Linked DNA regions of Mus musculus: region 1 is linked to region 2. The links are chromatin contacts, called in public HiCAR-type maps. All regions are on one chromosome and are shown on one strand. Each heading gives the region's core, a stretch centred on a gene start, on an enhancer-like site or on the middle of the called end of the contact. The rest is flanking DNA. Distances are from core to core; before and after follow the strand shown. Region 1 holds the start of Sema4f (sema domain, immunoglobulin domain (Ig), TM domain, and short cytoplasmic domain). Region 2 holds the start of Gcfc2 (GC-rich sequence DNA binding factor 2).

Evidence for each region. HiCAR-type assays count read pairs that join an accessible place to other places.
Region 1: a contact with region 2 is called in a HiCAR-type map of astrocytes, with 4 times the contacts expected there. The contact joins the promoter of Sema4f here to the promoter of Gcfc2 in region 2. A contact is called at or near these places in 1 of 39 promoter capture datasets (embryonic stem cells) and 1 of 115 datasets of contacts at active chromatin or transcription factors (astrocytes).

The regions. Positions count from the first base shown.
Region 1 is chr6:82,938,431-82,941,130 of GRCm38.p6, reverse strand. It overlaps Sema4f (sema domain, immunoglobulin domain (Ig), TM domain, and short cytoplasmic domain), which reads left to right and starts at 1,362. Exons shown (of 14, transcript NM_011350.4): 1 at 1,362-1,670. The coding sequence starts at 1,508.
Region 2 is chr6:81,922,326-81,925,025 of GRCm38.p6, reverse strand. Gcfc2 (GC-rich sequence DNA binding factor 2) reads right to left here and starts at 1,357. Exons shown (of 17, transcript NM_177884.3): 1 at 1,088-1,357. The coding sequence starts at 1,319.

The DNA.
Region 1 (2,700 bases), core at 113-2,612, 1.0 Mb before region 2:
TGTCAACCCTGCATCTGAGACAGCAAATCCCAATACAGTTCCCAATAGCACACCACTGGGGATGTTAACTTCTGTTTCAGGTCTCCCTCCCAGGATGGCAAGGAGATGATACGGAATCATAAGTGAAACACCTGGTAAGCGCAAGTTCCCTCTGAGACAGGAGGAAGTTACTTCACATGTCAGAGTCCTGCCCTAAACCACAGCTTCTGTAGAAAACCTGGGCACTTGACTCCTTAAAGGCTGCCTAGAAATGAGGTAGTTTTACGTGAAGAACAGGGCCAAGGCACCACTCCAGGTCTACTGCATTGGGTGTATTTCTGTGGAGTCTCCTCTCAAATACACAGTGGTCATTCCTGACTCTGGCCAGCACACTTCCCAGTCTCCTTAGTTCTTTTATTTTATTTATTTTACTTTTTTTTTTAATGTATTCACTATTGTTCTCTTCAGACACACCAGAAAAGGGCATCAGATCCCATTACAGATGATTGTGAGCCACCATGTAGTTGCTGGGAATTGAACTCAGAACCTCTGGAAGAGGAGTCAGTGCTCTTAACCCCTGGACTATCTCTCCAGCCCAATGATTCAAAGTGGGACCGTTAACAATGTCTACTTGATAGAGTCTAGAACCACCCAGAGACAAAACTGGACGAGCTACTGTGAGGGAGTCTCTCGATTTTGTTGAGGTGGGAAGACCCACCCTGACTATGGATGGCACCATACTCTGGGCTAAGCTCTCTTCTTCCTATTGCAGATGCAATGTGACCAGACTTTTCAGTTTTTTGCCACCCTGCTTTTCCATCATGGCAGACTATATCTTCCAACTGTGAACCAAAATAAACCCTTCCTTAAGTTGGACCTTAGCAATGAGAAAAGTAACTAATATATTCATAAGTATATTTGCATTTTAATTTATTTATTGTGTGTATGTGTGTTGGAGGCCATTAGTACCATGGCGTGCATGTGGAAGTCAGAGGACCATCTGAGCAAGTGGATTCTCTGCTTTCCATGTTGTTGGGTCCCGGGGTGGGGGCAGTGGTTAAATCCAACTCAGACTTCAAGTTTAGCAGCTGGCCCCTTATACTCACTGAGCCATCTTACAGGAACAAAAAAAATAAATAAAAATCTGAAAAATCTGGTGCTCTTAGTAGCACAGATATGGATATTTGGGGATTTGGAGCAACTGCTACAAATTCACTGGTGACTCCAGACCTAGGAACGTTTCCATCCTTCTGAGGAAGAAACCCACACCTACACCTGTCCTAGCTCCGCCTACACCTGGGTAGGGCCTCTCTTCCTCGTCCCTCCTCCACTCAATTTTCATTGGTTATAGGAAGAAACCGGTCCTCCATTGGTTCCTTTGTGAGTGGGAGGAGTCGGGTTGTGTTTCATCTCACCGCTGCAGGCCGAGCTCGGCCGAGGGTACCCGAGAGGGGCCGAGGCCCGCGCAGTAGCGGTACTGAGTAGAGGCTGCCCGACGCGCCCCACCCGGCACCAGGCGGAGCCAGAGATGCTGGCCAGGGCCGAGCGGCCCCGCCCGGGCCCCCGGCCGCCTCCGGTCTCTCTCTTCCCGCCGCCGTCGTCGCTGCTGCTGCTGCTGCTGGCGATGCTGAGCGCCCCGGTGTGCGGCCGCGTCCCCCGCTCGGTGCCCAGAACCTCGCTGCCCATCTCCGGTAAGATGCAGGAACCCTTGTCCTCAGCCCTTCGCACGGTACCCTGCCCTTGCCAGCAGGTGCCCACACCCACCTGCCCTGCTAACTCCAGTGACAGCCATCTAAGGCCCCTCTGCACGGTGCACACCCCTGTGGGACCAAAGCTGAGACTTCTACCCTGCATCTTTCTATCTCATCTCATCCCACCCCACCTTACTCCATCCCACCTATCCCACCCCCAACCTGGCCCTGCACCTCAGCTCCCAAGACACAACCAGGGTGCTCCCGAAGCCCCTCTTTTCATTAGGGTGCAGTCCTTTACCCTGTAGACCTGGATACTGAGGCCCATGGAGGGCCTGGGGTTTGCCCAAGGTTGTCCATTTCAGTCCTTTATCCCTGTTGCCCACACATACACCCACACCCATCACTTCATTTCCAAGCTCCTGCTATTCCCTGTCTTCTTGCTCTTTCATTCTAATGGGTCATCCCTAGCCCAGAATTTCCGCCCTTTTAGCTTCATTCCCCCCACCCCCACGTCATCCTTTTAAATGCCCTCCCACCCTCATCCAGACCTGTATCCCTCCTGCCCACTTTCCTTATGGCTGACATCCATCCTCCGCTATCAATTCACTTTAACTTTAATTCCCCGAATGTCCGCTGCTCCCCCTGCCCATTCCCTACTTTGAGTGCTAGAAAACACTTCAATGAGCCCATTCAAAGTTCTTCACACAAAACAAAGGAGGGGCTGGAGAGATGGCTCTGTTGTTAAGAGCATTTGGCGGCTTTCCCAGGAGATCTGAGTTCTGTTCCCAGCACCCATGTCAGTGGCTTACAACCACCTGCAATTCCAGCTCCGAGGGAACAGGATTCTGTGGTTACTTATAGTGCATATATACAGACACTAATATACATACATACATACATACATACATACATACATACACACACACATTATGTTTAAAGAAACATAAAAATTATATATTTAATAAAACAAGATAGGGTTTAGGTTCTTTATGAAGACATGGAAAAAGCATAAATGGTGCTCACAGTT
Region 2 (2,700 bases), core at 108-2,607:
GTAACAAAAGAAAAATAATCTATAGAAACCTGGGCTATTTGGGACCTCTATTTTTAAGAGTTACAAAGAGAGTTCAAAGGCCAAAGAAATTTGAGAACCACTGATCTAGGAGGGAAGAGAAGTACTTACTTAACTCAAGGTAAACAGATGACCGGCATACTTTGTTACAAATACAAAAAAGATCAATCAAACTTTAGATGAACCGGGCCCCTGACATTGACTAAGAAATCAGTAAGATCCCAAGCCTTGAAGTCATTATTTTAAGTGCTATACGCTGGGCACAGAAAGACAGATATGTTAAGCTCTCATTAATATGTAGAATCCAAACAATTTGAAGGAAATCACAGACACTGAATAGAATGGTGGTTAATATGAGCCAATGTGGGAATGTATGTTGGCAAAGGTTACAAAATTTTACAAGAATAAGTTTAGTGTATCTATTGTACAACACAGTGATCTTCCTACACTGTGTGTGTCTGCTGCCTGACAGGGTTAGGGGAGGAGTTCCAATGTCCCAGAGTTACAGACGGTCCTGAACCACCAAGTTGGTGCTAGACACTGAACTCGGGTCCTCTAAGAGTAACCAGTGCTCTTAACTGCTGACTGGCTTCGCCAGCCCTCAAATGACTTGGTATTTGATCACATGAATGGAACGGTCCTTAGTGTCACCAATCTCAGTCACAGCACCTCGTTTTACATTATTTTTAATCTACTTTTTGTTGTTGTTGCAGATGACTGATTTTAAAAATGACAACGTTCCAAACCCTGTCCTTATTCTTTTAGTCACTGTCTGGTGTTCTTAGAAAACTGTTAGACAAGCTCCCAAAGGCTCACACGACTTTCATCCACATTTAACAGCTAACAGCACGAGGAGTCGTTCAGGACCTCTCTGAGGATTTGGGTTCAGTGTGTGCACACCAATGGCTGTATGCTCTAGTCGGTGCGGGTCACCTGAGGATGCAAACTGCAAAGTGCCACCAAGATCTATGGGAGGCTTCGGGCAACCCCGGCATTGAGCAATGCGGGTGCAGACGGCCATAGAGGCCTCTGGATCTGAGCAACGGAGCCCTTTCCACCCCTCGGTCACCTGCTCCGCCGTCCCCGCGGGGAGCAGCTCCCGGGCTGCGGCGGGAACTCGCCCAGACCCGACCTCGGCCCCGGGCGCTGCGGGCCCCGCGCGGCCGCTCCGCTCCCTCTGTTCGGCCGCCGGCAGACGCCGGCTCCTCCGCACTCTGCTCCTTCGCGCCGTCGCTATCGCTATCGCTATCGCTGGACTCGACCTGGCGCCGCCTGAAAGTCCTCTGGGGCCTGAGAGCCATGTTCCAAGTAGGATTGGCGCGTCTCCTTAAGGCTAGGTGTCCGGCGCCTGCGCAGTCGCGCGTCTCGAGATGCGCATGCGTGTTTGTGAGAGCTCCGCCTGGTGCAGCAGGGTTCGGTACCCAATGGTCTGAATTGGCCGAGCTGAGCTGCCTTTTTAGTGGGACAGATAATAACTGGCCAAACATTCTCGCAGTTTATGTTCGAAGCCCGGGAGATTACCTGCACATCTCACCCAGAACAGACAGAAGTGGAGGGATAAACAATGAAATTAAGCATAAATGATAAGAGCATAAATGACCTGAGGCCTGTGGCTGAGATTTCTCCACTGCATTCTGTTCACTTAAGGTTTCCACAAATGTATTTAAAATGCTTTGGCTTATAACTCCATTCTCTCTCTCCTCTCTCTCTCTCTCTCTCTCTCTCTCTCTCTCTCTCTCATATGCTCTCTCTCTCTCCTTTCTTCTTTCAAACTAACACTTCCCACATTGACCATGGAATTCGCAAAGGCAGAAATCTGTTTATAGGCCATGGGCACATATTTGGCTCCAAAATTGTATTCCCTTTGGGGTAAGAACTACGTTGGGTCCCAGGCAATCTAGAGAGAGTGAAACCTTGGTCTCTCAGAGCTGTGATGAGAGTTTGCAGTTGCTTCCATAAGCATCAGGTTCCATGCCTGCAACCTTTGGGCTCCAGGCTTTAACACCTGCAGCACACCTCACCCCGTCTCCAGCGTACTATTCCTTTATTGTTTCCTTATTTGTTGGTTGGTTTTCAAGAAGACTTCAGTTACCATCAAAACATTTCATGTGACTACATAAAGTTGGGTGCATACAGCTACCAAATACTGTTGTTGGGACTAGAATCAGAAACATTTAACACAGGCTCGTGGCATTGAAAACCTGGTCCCCAGATTGTGGCACTGTGGGACAGTTGTAGAACCTTTGGGACTATGGGTTAATTCGCAAAAATGGCTCTCCAGAGGCAGGCCTTGCAGGTGATGGATACATCTCCCTCTGGCCAGAGCTCTCAGCTTCCTGGTTGGCCAAGGTGTGGAGTTACTGATTGACAATGTTCGGCCACTGCTGACCAAGCCATTGGCCTTGCCAATCCGACCATGATGGAGGGAGGGTGCCGACAGAACTGTGAGTCAAGTAAACCCCTCCTCACTTAAGATGCTTCTGCCAGGTTCTTTGTCATGGTGACATGAGAAAAATAACCAAGATAGTTTTCTTTTCACCCTATTTAGTTTAATTCTTTTTACATATATTTAGTGTGTGTATGTGTGTGTGTGTGTGTGTGTGTGAGAGAGAGAGAGAGAGAGAGAGAGAGAGAGAGAGAGAGAGAGAGAGAAAGAATATGGCTAAGATAAGAAGACAGCTA